Regions from separate parts of the Sus scrofa genome. Here region 1 is linked to region 2. Evidence: chromatin contacts called from public HiChIP or PLAC-seq data. All regions are on one chromosome and are shown on one strand. The core of a region is the stretch at or near the end of the contact, and the rest is flanking DNA. Distances in the headings are between cores, read along the strand shown.

The links. HiChIP or PLAC-seq counts read pairs in DNA pulled down with a chosen protein or histone mark.
Region 1: an H3K27ac HiChIP or PLAC-seq map of alveolar macrophages shows a contact between it and region 2. The contact joins two enhancer-like sites. A contact is called at or near these places in 10 of 47 Hi-C or Micro-C datasets (embryonic fibroblasts, heart right ventricle, mesenchymal stem cells and 4 more) and 2 of 2 datasets of contacts at active chromatin or transcription factors (alveolar macrophages and skeletal muscle).

Annotation. Positions count from the first base shown.
Region 1 is chr5:68,067,745-68,075,253 of Sscrofa11.1, forward strand. It overlaps WNK1 (serine/threonine-protein kinase WNK1), which reads left to right. Exons shown (of 29, transcript XM_013997884.2): 4 at 4,623-4,843. Among named protein-coding and RNA genes, the nearest start is that of WNK1, 71 kb to the left of the region's middle. Within about 2 kb of position 2,462, at least 1 of the 83 cell types and tissues checked has an H3K27ac peak or open chromatin away from gene starts, as enhancers often do. A contact at or near this core is called in alveolar macrophages, where this site is marked.
Region 2 is chr5:67,890,232-67,897,376 of Sscrofa11.1, forward strand. LOC102167892 (a long non-coding RNA gene) reads left to right here. Exons shown (of 5, transcript XR_002344143.1): 5 at 1-5,095. Among named protein-coding and RNA genes, the nearest start is that of WNK1, 110 kb to the right of the region's middle. Within about 2 kb of position 2,345, at least 57 of the 83 cell types and tissues checked have an H3K27ac peak or open chromatin away from gene starts, as enhancers often do. A contact at or near this core is called in alveolar macrophages, where this site is marked.

The DNA of each region.
Region 1 (7,509 bases), core at 1,212-3,711, 180 kb after region 2:
ATCCAAGCTGCATTTGGGACCTGCACTGCAGCTCACAGAAACACTAGATCGTTAACCCACTGAGTGAGGTGTCAGGGATCAAACCTGCATCCTCATGGATACTAGTGCGGTTCTTAACCTGCTGAGCCACTTCGAAATCTTCACATGTTAATCAGTACCTCTTACGGCTCCTATGTATGTTAAATTGGGCAAGTAGGAAAACCCATCAAATTAGTGATGGGAGTCAGAAAATTGCTGAACAAACCTACATGGTCAAGTCTTCAAGGACAGTAACTGGCAAGGTAAGCATGGATGATAATACTTCCCCTTCTGACTTGGCACATGTACCACAGTCACAAAAAACCTCTCCAAAACAAACCCCAAACATTTGAAAATTTAAAAAAGGCAGAAACACTTGCCTCTGAACAAGACCAGAACCTCCTTGCTAGCTGCTAACAACCTAATGCAAACAACTTTATTCCTGATTTTTGGAATAAAAAATCCAGTGTGTTTAAAATTGGACTTAGTGGAAATTGAAAACTTTCACATAGCCAAAGATATTATCAACAGAGTATAAAAAAGGCAGCCCACAAAATGGGAGAAAATATCTGCAAATCATGTAACTCAAAAGGGATTAATATCTAGAATATTAGAGTACTCCCAAAACCCAACAACAATAAAAATAAATAACTCAATTTGAAAATGGGCAAAAGACTTGAATAGACATTTCTGCAAAGAAGATAGCCAAATGTACAAATAGCCAATACGCATTTGCAAAGATGCTCAGCATCACTGGTTGTTAAAGGAAACACAAATCAAAACCACAGTGAGATGCCATCTCACACTTGTTAGAATGGCAGTTATCAAAAAAGACAACAGATAACAAGTGCTGAGGAGAAAAGGGAACCCTTGTGCATTGCATTGCTGGTGGCAATGTAATTGGTATAGCCACTATGGAAAACAGTATGGAGGCTCCTCAAAAAATTAAAAATAGAACTACCATATGATCCAGCAGTTCCACTTCTGAGTATCTATCCAAAGAAAGCAAAAATACTAACTCAGAAAGACAACATGCACACCCATTTTGTTGCAGCATTATTTCAATAGCCAAGAAATGGAAGCAGCCTAAATGTCCATTGACAGATGAATGGATGACGAAAGTGTCATGTGTATTATCTACAATGAAGTACTGTACAGCCATAAAGAAGAAAATCTCCCGGAGTTCCTGTCGTGGTGCAGTGGAAATGAATCCGACTAGGAACCATAGGGTCACGGATTCGATCCCTGGCCTCGCTCAATGGGTTAAAGATCCAGCGTTGCTGTGAGCTGTGGTGTAGGTCACAGACGTGGCTTGGATCTTGTGTGGCTGTGTGTAGGCCAGTGGCTACAGCTGCGATTAGACCCCTAGCCTGGGAACCTCCACATGCCGTGGGTGCGGTCCTATAAAGACAAAAGACAAAAAACAAACAAACAAACAAACAAAAACAGAAGAAGAAAATCTTCCAAAACATGGATGGACCCTTGGGGACATTGTGCTAAGTGAAATAAGTCAGAGAAAGACAAATACCATATGATCTCACTTACATGTGGAATCTAAAACACAGAGAGTTCCCATCGTGGCATAGTGGAAACGAATCTGTGGAAACCATGAGATGTGGGTTCAGTCCCTAGCCTCGCTCAGCGGGTTAAGGATCTGGCCTTGCTGTGAGCTATGGTATAGGTTGCAGACACGGCTCAGATCTGGCACTGCTGTGGCTGTGGTGTACACCCCTAGCCTGGGAACCTCCATATGCTGTGGGTTCGGCCCTAAAAAGCAAAATAAGCAAACAAACAAACAAACCAACATCAAAACACTAAACTCTTAGATACGGAGAACAGATTGGTGGTTACCATAGGCAGCAGTGGGGATGAGGAGGTATGAAGTGGATGAAGGTGAACAAAAGGTACAAACTTCCAGTTGTAAAATAAATCTTGAGAATGTGATGTACAGCGTGGTGACTACAGTTAATAATGCCGTACTGTATATTTGAAAGTTGCCAAGAAAGTGGATCTTAGTTCTCATCACAAGGAAATTTGTAGCTTTGTGATAATGGATGTTGACTAGACTTCACAATAGCTACATATTTTGAATCATTATGTTATATCTAAAACTAATGTTATGTGTCAATTATAGCTCAAAAAAATTAATAGAATTACTGTATGTTCAACAATTCCACTTCTTTTTTTTTTTTTTTTTTTTGGCTTTTTGGCTTTTTGGCTTTTCTAGGGCCGTATCCTCAGCATATGGAGGTTCCCAGGCCAGGGGTTCAATCAAAGCTATAGCCGCCAGCCTACGCCAGAGCCATAGCAACTCGGGATCTGAGCCATGTCTACAACCTACACCACAGCTCACGGCAACACCGGATCCTTAACCCACTGAGTGAGGCCATGAATCAAACCCACAGCCTCCTAGTTCCTAGTCAGATTTGTTAACCACTGAGCCACAACAGGAACTCCAACAATTCCACTTCTGAGCATATACCCAAAAGAATTGAAAGCAGAGTTTCAAAGAGATAATGGAACACCCACGTTTAAAGCAACATTATGCATAATAGCTAAAAGGTAGAAGCATCCCAGGTGTTTATCAGGGAAAAGTAGATAAACAAAATGTGATATATAAGTACAATAGAATATTTTTCAGCCCTTTTAAAAGGGAAGGAGATTTTGACATATGCTACAACAAGAATGAACCTTAAGGACATTATGCTACCTGACATAAGCTAGTCACGAAAAGACAGATATTGTATGATTCCACTTAAATGGGGTAGTAGAGTAGTCAAATTCATAGAGACAGAAAGTAGGGTAGTAGTTGACCAGGCCAAGAGGAAGGGGAAATGGAGTGTCATTGTTTTTAATGACTATAGAGTTTTGCAAGGTGAAAAGAGTTCTGGAGGTGGATGGTGGTGATGATTGCACAGTAATATGAATATACTTAATACCACTTACATCACAGCTGAATCCTTAACCCACTGAGCAAGGCCAGGGATCGAACCCGTTTCCTCATGGATACTAGTCAGGTTTTTTACTACTGAGCCACAATGGGAACTTCTTGCATTTATTATTTTTAACTTTTCACAACATGCTTAGGGTTGATACTGTACAATTTCATATAAAAGTAAAGGAAACCTGAACAGATATAGGCCCATTTATCTCTAATACTTATATACTCTATGCTATAAGTTTCATATTTTACATTTACATAATATATAGATCCTGTAATACAGTGTTATAAATTTTCCTTTAAGTAGTCATATGTAACATAAAGATTGTAATAGGAAAATGTAGTCTTTCATATTTACCATTAGTGTTCTTCATTTTTTTCCCTAAATATTTCCAGATAAAATAGCATCTGCACTCAATTCATCAGAAATTTCTGTTTTGTTCTTTTAGCATTAGCTGGGCTGCTTGGAATCTACTACCCATACACATATTTCAGAAGTCACCCAGGGATTTGGGTAGAGTGATATGCAGAACTGGGGCTCCCCTTCTATACCTCCTTTTTGGGATTCTGCACCCCACCCCGCCCCTTGCATTTGAGATCTCTGCTGTTCAACAGAACTCTCTGTGCTGACAGACATATTCTGTAATATGCACTGTCCAGAATGGTATCCACTTGCCACATTCACTTAAAATCGAGCACTTGAAATGTGACTAATTCAACCAGGAAATGAATTTTTTTTTACTTTAACTAACCTTATGATTAATTTAAGTAAAAATATTCTTTTTTTTTTTTTTTTTTTTTTTTTGTCTTTTTGCCATTTCTTGGGCTGCTGCCGCTGCATATGGAGGCTCCCAGGCTAGGGGTCAAATCAGAGCTATAGCCGCCAGCCTACGCCAGAGCCACAGCAACACAGAATCCAAGCTGAGTCTGCAACCTACACTATAGCTCACAGCAACGCCAGATCCTTAACCCACTGAGCAAGGCAAGGTGTCGAACCCGCAACCTCATGGTTCCTAATTGGATTCGTTAACCACTGAGCCAGATGGGAACTCCAAAAATATTCTTATTTGATTAGTGGATATTATATGATCATTGTAGAAAGTTCTTTTGGACAGCACTGTTTTAGATGCCGCGGTCATCTCGACCTCTGTCTATCCTCATATTCATTCTTTAGTTACTAAAGCTACAGGTTTCTGTCCATGTTTGAGTGACCTGCACAGTCAGACTAGTGCTTTCCCTTTTCCTTGTGTGAACTCCCTTCCAATTTGTGCCTGATTTTGATTGCTCTCAAGAGCGTTAAAGTAGTTGTTTTGTGGTGTGTGTGTATTTTTTCTTTCTTGAGTTTGTAAGTAATCTGCATCCGGTAGGAGTTGCTCCACCATTTACCGGAAGTTGAACTCTGCTTTCTTAACTTTAAATCTTTTTAGTAGTGATCTAATTTTAAGGGATTTATTTTTTTGGGCTTCGTTATCAGAATTTGCTTCCCAAACACTTGTTATCCCATCTTTTCCACTTACTAAAAGTAGCACTAACCTAAGGTGACTGAATCTTAACATTCTAAATTTGATATTCCCATCTCAGTTATGCTAGAATTAAATGGAATTTTTCAAAGCAGTATACACATATCATTGATAACCTGTTTGGTTTACCTTACCTTTTCTAGGTACCTGAAAAGGTTCAAGGTGATGAAGATCAAAGTTTTGAGAAGCTGGTGCCGTCAGATTCTTAAAGGACTTCAGTTTCTTCATACTCGAACTCCACCTATTATTCACCGGGATCTTAAGTGTGACAACATCTTTATCACTGGCCCTACAGGCTCAGTCAAGATTGGAGACCTAGGTCTGGCAACCTTGAAGCGGGCTTCTTTTGCCAAGAGCGTGATAGGTATGTTTCAAGTGTACCTTTCTGACATTCCTTTTATTTAGAAACCTGACACAGTCAGAGCTTTTATTGCATGAAATAAACATTGAAAAATTCATAGCATGAACCGAGGAGGTATTGTGGAATTCTCTGTATTTTTGTCTCAAGAATCATCTTGAAGATTATTGTTGTCTTGTAAAGTTACATGAAGAGAAGTAAGGTGAACTTTGTTGACAAAAGCTTCTGTAACTATCAACCTTACTGAGTCATTTTGTTGGTACCTAGTATTATACACTTACATGTATAACAGATAAAGCGTGTTACTTTCCCCATAAAAGAAATTGAATTTATGTGTAATTTAGTTTCTGAAAAAGTCTATTGGATATATGTGTATTCAAAAATATCTTTGTTAGAACTTTCATGTGAAAATATGACAGTTCATTATCAACTTTTCTTACTCCTACTCTTCAGAAGATATATCTAAAGCAGTTTCCAGGAATCACCTGGTGACCTAGCAGTTAAGAATCTGGCATTGTCACTGCGTGGCTCAAGTCACTGCTGTGGCATGGGTTTGATCCCTGGTCTGGGAACTTCTGCATGCCACATGAACAGCCAAATAAATAAATAAATAAATAAAACCGTTTTCTCCCTCATTACTATTGACATTTTAGTTTAGACAGTTCTTTGTTATAAGGACTGTCTTGTACACTATAAGATGGTTTAGCAGCATCCCTGATCTCTACTCACTAGATGCCAGTAACATGCCACACTTGGCCACTTTCCCCCAGTTTTACAACCAAAAATGTCTCTGGACATTGTTGGTTATCTCCTCTGGGGCAAATCGCCCCGTTGAGAATCACTGATCTACAGAAAAAGGCTCTCCTTTCAGTCTTTATAGAGTTATATCTGGAAAAATAATTGATTAAATTTCAGTCTCTGAGGAGGATATGACAATATGAACACTTGAAATCTTGCTAAAAACCAAAAGGTGACAACAATGGGAAGAGTAAGAAAGCCATTCATTTTTAAATGGGCTAGAATCCTATGTTGTTGTTGTTTTGCTTTTAAGGGCCGCACCTGTGGCATATGGAGGGTCTCAGGCTAGGGATCTAATGGAAGGTACAGCTACAGGCCTACGCCACAGCCACAGCAACACCAGATCCGAGCCGAGTCTGCAGCCTACACCACAGCCCATAGCAATGCAGGATCCTTAACCCACTGAGTGAGGCCAGGGATCAAACCCGCAACCTCATGGTTCCTGGTCAGATTCGTTTCTGCTGTGCGCAACAAGAACTCTTAGAATCCTATGTTTTAAAGAAAAGCATAGAATGCCAGTAATTTGCACATCCTTATAAAATAATATTATTCTTGGGATGAAACTTATTTAAAGCTGAATTTCTTTTTTGCCTTCCTTATAGGAGAGAATTCTTTAATTGTCTTTGGCATCTTAAACATCTCTGGCTGAGGAGGGTCTAACTTCTTTCCTTCCTTCCTTTCCCTTCCTTCCTTCTTTTCTTCCTCCCTTCCTCCCTCTTCCTTCCTTGGTAATCCTGTTCTTAGAAGTGTCATATAATTTGAGGTATCCAGACTTGGAAACATTGAAACCTGGTGTGTGGGATCGTGCACTCTGTGCTCATGATTCAGTCCAAGAACTCAAATACAGACTGAATTGTTTTTGTTGTGTGGCTGTAATGCCTCTTACTGTATTTCTTGTATCTGCAGTAGCTTTGTGTCCTGCATGTGAAATGGTAAGTATGTGAAGAAAAGGGCTCTGGCACATGGCCTTTATAGGTAATTACACTTTAATTTTTTGAAAACAGATTGAATATCAGGCTTTTCTCTGCAAAGCCTCCTTAAAAATGAAACTGATCAGATGGAATGTTAACTGGCAAGAGACTAGCTATAAGTTTAACCTTAACAGCTACTGTACAGTAGGGGGCAGACAAGTATTTTGATCTTTTTTAACCTGTCACCCTATCTTACAGGTACATGCCATCACATCTACTTTACTCTTGCTGGTCTCTTTCCTTTTCCTTCCATTTGTTTTCAATATAAGTTATGTCACTTTATCTTTTATGCAAGGCTCTATTCTGACATTGTATAACAGTAATTCATTTGAAACAGTAAAAAATAAGTAAATAAATACTCGGTCCTGTTCCAGTTTTAAAGTTTTGTAAAGGACTTGCAGTGGAAGGTCTATAATAGATGAAACAGACCAACAAAATTTCTTTCCTTTTCCCCCACCACCTTCCTACCTTTCTTTTCTTTTTTCTTTTTACAGCCACACCTGCACATATGGAAGTTCCCAGGTTATGGGTCAAATCAGAGCCACAGCTGAGGTCTAAACCACAGCCCCCACAACACTGGATCCAAGCCACATCTGCTACCTACGCTGCAGCTTGTGGCAGTGCTGGATCCTTAACTCACTGAGTGAGGCCAGAGATCCAGCCCACATCCTCACAGACACTATATTGGGTTCTTAACCCACTGACCCACAATAGAAACTCATTCATTCCTTCTTTCTCTCCCTCCTTCCTTCTTCCCTCCCTCCCTTCCTTCCTTTGTGTTGGTTTTTTTTTTTTTTTTTTTTTTTTTTTTTTGTCTTTGTCTTTTTTTAGAGCTGCACCTGCAGCATATGGAGGTTCCCGGGCTAGGGGTCAAATGGGAGCTATAGCCACCAGCCTACACCA
Region 2 (7,145 bases), core at 1,095-3,594:
CCACCCCTTAGCCACGACAGCAATAAAGACCTGAGGGCAGACTACAACCGCAGCAGACAGGACAGCGTGCGCTCAGTGTGCCTAGACTTTCCTAAGCACGGTGCCGGCTCATTGCCTCCTCACAACAACCTGTGAGGGGAAACCCAATCTCAGTCCCCATTTCGCAGATGAGAAAGCTGAGGCAACAGGATATCAAATGAGGTCACAGAGCTCATAAGTGGCAGAACTGGACTCAAACCCAGGCAGTCTGGTTCCTCAACCACTGTCCTTCAGCCGCAGGCACCAGCGTGCTGATGGACAGGAGTCAGCGACAGCTCTCCTGCAGACTGCTCCTATTCCAGCCATAACGAGCCAGAGCTATGGGATGCTAGCCAGCCAAGCCGGGGCGGTGCAGTGATGGGCGAGAGCAGGGGTTCCAGAATTAAAAGATCCGGACTGGACTCCTGTGCTGCCCCCTTGGGAAGAAGGACCTGGTGCTGGCTGGAGCAGAGCCCCAGTCCTTCTGGTGCCCTCCAGCTGACCTGTGTGACCCGAGCCAGTCTCTGTCCCTGGCTGGGTTTCAGTTTCCTTGCATGGAAGTGGACTAAGTGAGTCCAGTGATTCAGTCTACACCACGCTCATGGAAGAGTCACCACCTGCACAGAGATGTGTCCACGTGCAGGTGCTGAAGGGGCCAGAGAACACAGACCTTGCCTTTGTGCGCCTTCCTTTTGTAAATCCTTTAGATCCAACAAGGCAGTTATTATCCTGTTTTTTAACTGGTGGAAGTGATATTTGAATGCGGAGGGTGCTCAGTTCAGCTGTAGCTGAACAAAGTGGCCCCTGGATCCTTGGCTCAATTCTGTGCTGCCAAATCTTCCCCCTCTGTGGATATCACGTGTCCGAGAACGGCCAAGTCCACCTCGAGTTCCTGACTCCCGGTCATTGTATCCACCTCCTGCCCGACATCCCCATCCGAAAGGCCCAGAGTCAGTGCTGCTGAGGTACTGGAACCGCCCCGATGGCGCCTCCTTTCTTGCCCAAAGCGTGGTGCTGGGGTGGCAAGTGTGTCCCTGTGCACCGTGACTCAGGCCCCTCTGCTGACGCCAGCCAAGGCTCTGGCCAGGCAAGTAATTCCTGGTGAGCCGGAAGCCTGCGGCTGAAGGTGAGGGCAGGCGGGTGGCGGAGAGGAGGGGCCTGGGGACACTATGTCCCTCTCTTGGCCACCCCTGCCCCCACCGTGGGCTCCCACATGATGGCTGGCATCTGCCCTGTGTGCAGTAGGCACTGCACAATGCCCGCTGCTGGCTTAGCTGCTCCAACATGACCGTGGGATGGGGCGGCGAGGCAGAAGCCCGCCTGTGGGTCCAGCGCCTGAAGGAAATGACTTCAGCCCCCCTCGCTCAGCAGCTTGCGCTGTGGCTACAAGAACCACAGCACTGAAACTGCCTCTTTAAAGAACTCTGTGTTATAACACTCACTTCTGCAGTCTGTCTCAAGAACTTCCTGTTCTGCACCCTAAGTTAGGAGAGGGGAAGAGCCACTTCCTTGACATGGTGGACAAGAGCAGAAGGGGTTTAGACATCACCAGTGTAACCCTAGCCTGGCCCATCCTCCCCTGCTGGCCACGCTCTTCCTTGGCGATAACTTCTTCCCAAAGCTGCGGTCAGGAGAGATGGGCGCCTTCGTGAGTTCCCAGGAACCAAGACCATATTACTTGTGTAGGATGTTGTCCCCCAACATCTGCTTGGCCTCCCAGGGTTGCTGACTGGGCGCAGGACCACCTGGCTGGTCCTTTCCCAGTCTCCCTGGCAGTGTGTCCATGTTACCAAGTTCTGGCCCATGAGAAGCTAGCAGCACTGACTGTGCCCTTAAAGGAAGGCCCATGCCTTCCTCACCTCTCTTTCCCCGGCTGGAATGTGGGAGCCATCCTCAGCCATGAGTACAAAGCAGACATCCTTAGGGAAGAGCATGGCTCGAAGGAGCCTGGGTCCCCAACACTGCTGCCACCGTGTCATCCCTGTCCTGTTTGCACTGAAACGGTTACACCCACAGAGAAGTGAACCACCATCTTGCCAAAGTCTTTCTCATTTGGGGTCTGGTTACAGTGGCCACATTTGTGTCCCCCACAGCCCCCCCTTTATTTGTGTTTTTGCAGGTATTTTGAGGTGACACCCCCCTGCCCCTTGGGCTATCAGGGCAGTCACAACCTCTCTTTCTCTGAGATGCCCTGCTTCACTCAGCCAGGAGGTGGCCTAGTGAGATTGTGTCTGTAGGATTATCAAGTGGCCTATGATTGCCCGGCTCCTCTGGCTGAGTGGACTCAAGGCCAGCATCCCATCCAGGCAGCCAATCAGAGTCTCTCTCCCCTGTGTCTGGAAGTGAGATCACTGTTGCTACTGAGCCTGTGCTGATTATAGGAACCACGATGCACAGGGAGGAGCAGAAGCGAGAGGCCAGGCAGCCCCAGGGAGGCAGAGGGAAGGAAGCTGCCTGGGTCGGCGTGGGCGGCCTGGTTTCTGCTTCCAGGCCCATGTGTGGGCCTCCTGATCATGCTGCTCATGGCTCCTGGGAGCGACCTTGCTACCCTGTAGTAAATCCCCCCTTTTGGTTTTAGATGCGTTAGGTTCATTTCTGTCCTATAACCAAAAGTGCCTGGGTGTCCTCTGATCCTTGTAAAGATCTGTGTATCCTTACAAACTGGGACCCCACTCTGCAGCCCACCGCCCCTACACAGGATGCTTCTTTGCAACCAGCGAAGCCTCAGAAGTGAACTAGATGGATGGATAGATTCATCACCTGGTTGGCTAGCAGGCCAGTCTATGGACTTTCCACTGGCTGATGGGCAGGTCTCATGGACTCACAGGACTGGGGTGAAGAGGACAAAAGGCACCAGGCAGTGTGGCCATGGAGGTTTAGTGATGCACCCAAAAACACAGGGTCCAGTGGAAACCTGATGAGACCCTGGCCCTGGCCCCCCAGGGTTCCTCCTCACTTCCCTCACCTGGCTGGCCTGATGGGGGGTCTCTGAGCCACCAGGAATAGCTCCCACTTACTGATGAGTAAAACCCCTGTGACAGCCATGTCAAACCAGCCACTTCTGTGGCTCCTAGAAAAATGCAAACATATCATTTTCTCTTCTTTCTGGGTCATTTTCTCTACTTCCTCACCATTTTAAAGAGTCGATGGCTTTTCTTCCACTGAAGGAGTAACGAGGGTCCTGCACCTCGAGCCAGGCGTGGGTGTGGCACTTCCCAAGGTGCGGTCTCGTTTAAACCCTGCAAGCCTTCAAGAACCCACCTTCCAGAAGAGGAAAGAGGTTGAGGGAGGAAAAGCAGCTATAGGCTAGGGGCGGAGTCAAGGGAATGGCAGGCTGGCTGGAAAGCCCGGGCCTTAAATCCACATCCTAGTCCTACTGAGTGTCCATCCCTCCTCATCTTTTTGCCTCTACTTTCCAGCCTTCCCCACGGGCACCTGCTCAGCTGAGCTGGCCTGCGGCCTGGGGGCAGGGGCGGGGCAGGGGGAAGACCACCTGGGTGCTCAAGGGGGGCTCGGTGGGTGGCATTCTTCCCCTGCGACCCTACCCTGGGCTGTCCCTCTTCCCCAACAACCTCCTCTGCAGTCCCTGAGTCCCTGCCTCCCCCTGCTTCCTGCTGGCAGGCGGCTACCCTCCCTCCTCCATTCCCTGACACTCTTTGGTGCCTGGATCCCTGTGTGAATCCGGCCTCTCTCTTACCCTCTGCAAAGCACGTCCTTGTTCAGAGTAGTCCCCGAGTTTGCTCACTTTTCCCTTAGAGAAGCCAAGGCCTTAGACCTCAGGGCTCAGCCTGCCCGCTTTTCGGGCCAAGTTTGTACCCAGAGCTGAGGAGCTCACGTTCTTCACATGCCGGGTGGTCTGCGTGGTCGACCCCCTTAGAGCAACATGCAGATGAGGAAGCTGCCTGCCTTGGGGAGGCTTGGTCCTGGGCCTGATGTCTTGGCCTCTTCCCTGCAGTGCACACACTTGTATCCTTGATGTTGCCATGGAGGCCACACAGGGGCTCCAGGGAAATTCTCTGAAAAATCAAGGGTGAGCAGTTCTGTGAATGTGCAAAAGGTGTGTGTGTGTGTCTCTGTGTGTAGGAATCCTCTTTGGTTTTGCTGTGATGATAGAAATAACAGTCTATAGTTATCTCTTCCTTTCTGATAAATGAGTGATTCTCACAGGAGAGATGCAGGCCTCATTAGGAAGGTATGTCGGCATCTTAGGGGTCAAAGTGGTAAATAGAGACTCGTATGCTTATCAAAAGGAACATGATTTTTTATTTTTATTTTTGGTCTTAACATTTTATTTGTTTATTTGTTTATTTATTTATTTTTCGGGTCTTTTTAGGGTCGCACCTGAGACATATGGAAGTTCCCAGGCTAGGGGTCAAATTGGAGCTGCAGCCACCACCCTACATCACAGCCACAGCAACGCCAGATCTAAGCTGCATCTGTGACCTACACCACAGCTCACAGCAGTGCAGGATCCTTAACCCACTGAGGACGCCAGGGATCAATCCCGAGTCCTCATGGATATTAGTTGGGTTCGTTACCTCTGAGCCGTGATGGGAACTCCAGGAGTATGATTTTTTTAAAAGGACTGATCCTGCCCTTGCAGAGGCTGCACCTAGTCTACTCTTTAAAGCCCAGCTCAACTGGGAAGCCCTCCCCAGCTCCACAGGAAAAATTAATCCCTCTTTCTCAGTCTTCCCAGAGCACTGGGTTTATCCACCGGGATAGTGTGTACTGTGGCACACAGCAGAGAGCTGCATGTGAGACTCAGCCACGGGCTGCATGCTCCTGGAACATGGGAAATGCCCCACATGACTTCTGTCCCTGCTTTAGGATCCACAGACAGGCAAGAGCAGGTCCTGTTGATGGGCAGAGAGGTGGCGTGGATGTAGGAAGTATGCGGGAGGACGGGGCTGAAACATGAGGACCAGTCCCCGGAGACGGGGTGTCAATCACAGGGGACTCTGCCCAGGGTGAGGGGCTACAGAGAGCTTTTGTAATGGGAAGGGCCAGAGGTGAGCTGATTAGAAAAAGCCGATGATGAGTCCTGGGGGCAGAAGACATATCAAGAAAGTGGAGGACTGGTTCAAGGAAATTTCTGGGCGTGGAAACCCAGAATCACGCTGTCTTCCCGAGTGGCTGCCTGGCCGAGGTAGAGACAAAGTCCTACAGACAGAACAGTTCTAGGAGCAAACTTGAACCTCTCTGGGAATTGAGGCCAGAGGAGGGAAACAGGAAACAGAGGCAGTGATGATGACCTGATTGTTGGGGTCAATTCTGTCACCCTGCATTGAGCATTGGGTGACCTACAAATTACCAAGCTCCCTCTGGTTAGTGCTTCAAGATGTCTTACAGCCTGCTGATTAATCACGGGTTGCACTGAAAAGGAATGTGTGTAGATTCAAGGGCCTGATCTCCGGAGGACCTGAGTCTGGATCCGTGGGTGGGGGCAGCACAGAGTTTCTGGTGTTGGCACGCCAGGGAATCATCTGTGTGCGTCCTCTCTTAGGGACAGTGAAAACATGCTCTGGTCCCAGGCAAATGACAATGACGGGGTTATAGTCACATCAGGAAACCCACCCCACCCCACCCCACCTCCAAAGAGGAGGGAGGCCAAGGTGCCGAGATCTGGGGCTTCTTGTCTGTGACACAGGCCTCGCTCCCAACCTCTGAATTAGAAGCAAGACTTCTCAATGGTGTAAGGAAATTGCATGGTGCCCTCCTCTCTCATACCTTTAAGATTTGTCCAAAAATCTTCCATACAGCAGCCTCTTCTGTGACCTAATTCTGGAAAGAAGAATCCCTAGTTATGCCAATACAGGATTAAAAATCCCTGGGTGTTTACCTTCCAAAACAGATGTGGCAAGTCTCTGGCGCTTGTGAAGCTAAACTTGCCTGTATTTTATTAAGGGTGTGGTCACTCCTGCTGTTGTCTTGGGTGCCCTGACCTAGGAGGGTGTTGTCGTGAAGCCTGGTACAGGCCTTCGTGGCTTCAGAAGTCGCTGGGGATGAGTGTGTCCCTGCCAGAGGATCCCCAGGCCTTGCTTCAATGAGAAGCAAGAATAGCTGAGAAGCCCTATGTAACACCTGCCTCTCCATCCTGTCACCTAGTGTCCTTCTGCCTCCAGACCTGTCTTCAAGACAGATGCTGAGGCCAGTGTCCCGCCAGAGTGCAGTCGCATCCCTCCTGCCTGGGTGTGTAATTGGGGGTGTCTGTGACGCTGTAGGGCTTCTCAGGATGAAAGGACTAGTCTGGCCCCTACACTTTTTCTCACGGGTCCCTGAGTCTCCAAGGAAGTGACCATAGGCAGAAGCTCACAGGTTGTCCCTGGGCCCCTGCCCCCCTGGCGTAGGCCTGTTTCCTGTCCCTTGCTCACTCCCCAGGATGTTCTGATTTCCTCACCTCAGCTCTCTGTTTAGCCGCAGAGGTTGGGCAACTACCATGGGGCACTGGGGCCCAGGCCCTGCTTCCTATAGGACCTGGCCTCTGCTTCACAAGTCTATGTGAAGCCACTGTTGTCCGGAGGCCTGGCCTTCTCCTGACTCCAATTACTCCTCTGGGTGTTGCTGGTCAAAGGTCTCCCTCACAAAGACCTCCCATGTGCAGGCAGTGCCGGGCTCTGGTTAGCGTGCAAGCTCTGGGGTCGCCCATCCTGGGTGTAAACCCTGGCTCTGCCACGGGCTAGCGACCTTGACCTTTCCCCAGGTGTGATGGAGGTCTTGCCTCACCTTTGAAAGAGTCGGCTTGTTTTCCTTAGCCGATTGCAGTGACTGTATGGTTTAACTTGGTCGTCAGTTCAAAGTCTTCCTTTCTGGAGGCTCAGTCCCCCGCGGTACATGGCACACCCCATGTGAATCAGAGACTAGGGGCGTGGAGGGGTTGCAGCCATGCTGCGGTCCCCCGGGGCATCATGAAGGACACCCAGAGCCCGAGTTGGGCTGGCTCACCCTGCTCAGCTCCGGGCAGGAGCTGCAGGATGAGGAGAGGAAGGGAAGGAGCTCTTTTTTCTTTCCACAACCTCTCCGGCTCCAATCCCTCCTTCTTCCTCCACCAGAACCGTCAGGAGAAGGAACAAAGCAGGCTGCAAATGCCCCAGTATCCTCTTCCATCGTGGCCTCCTCCACTTTCT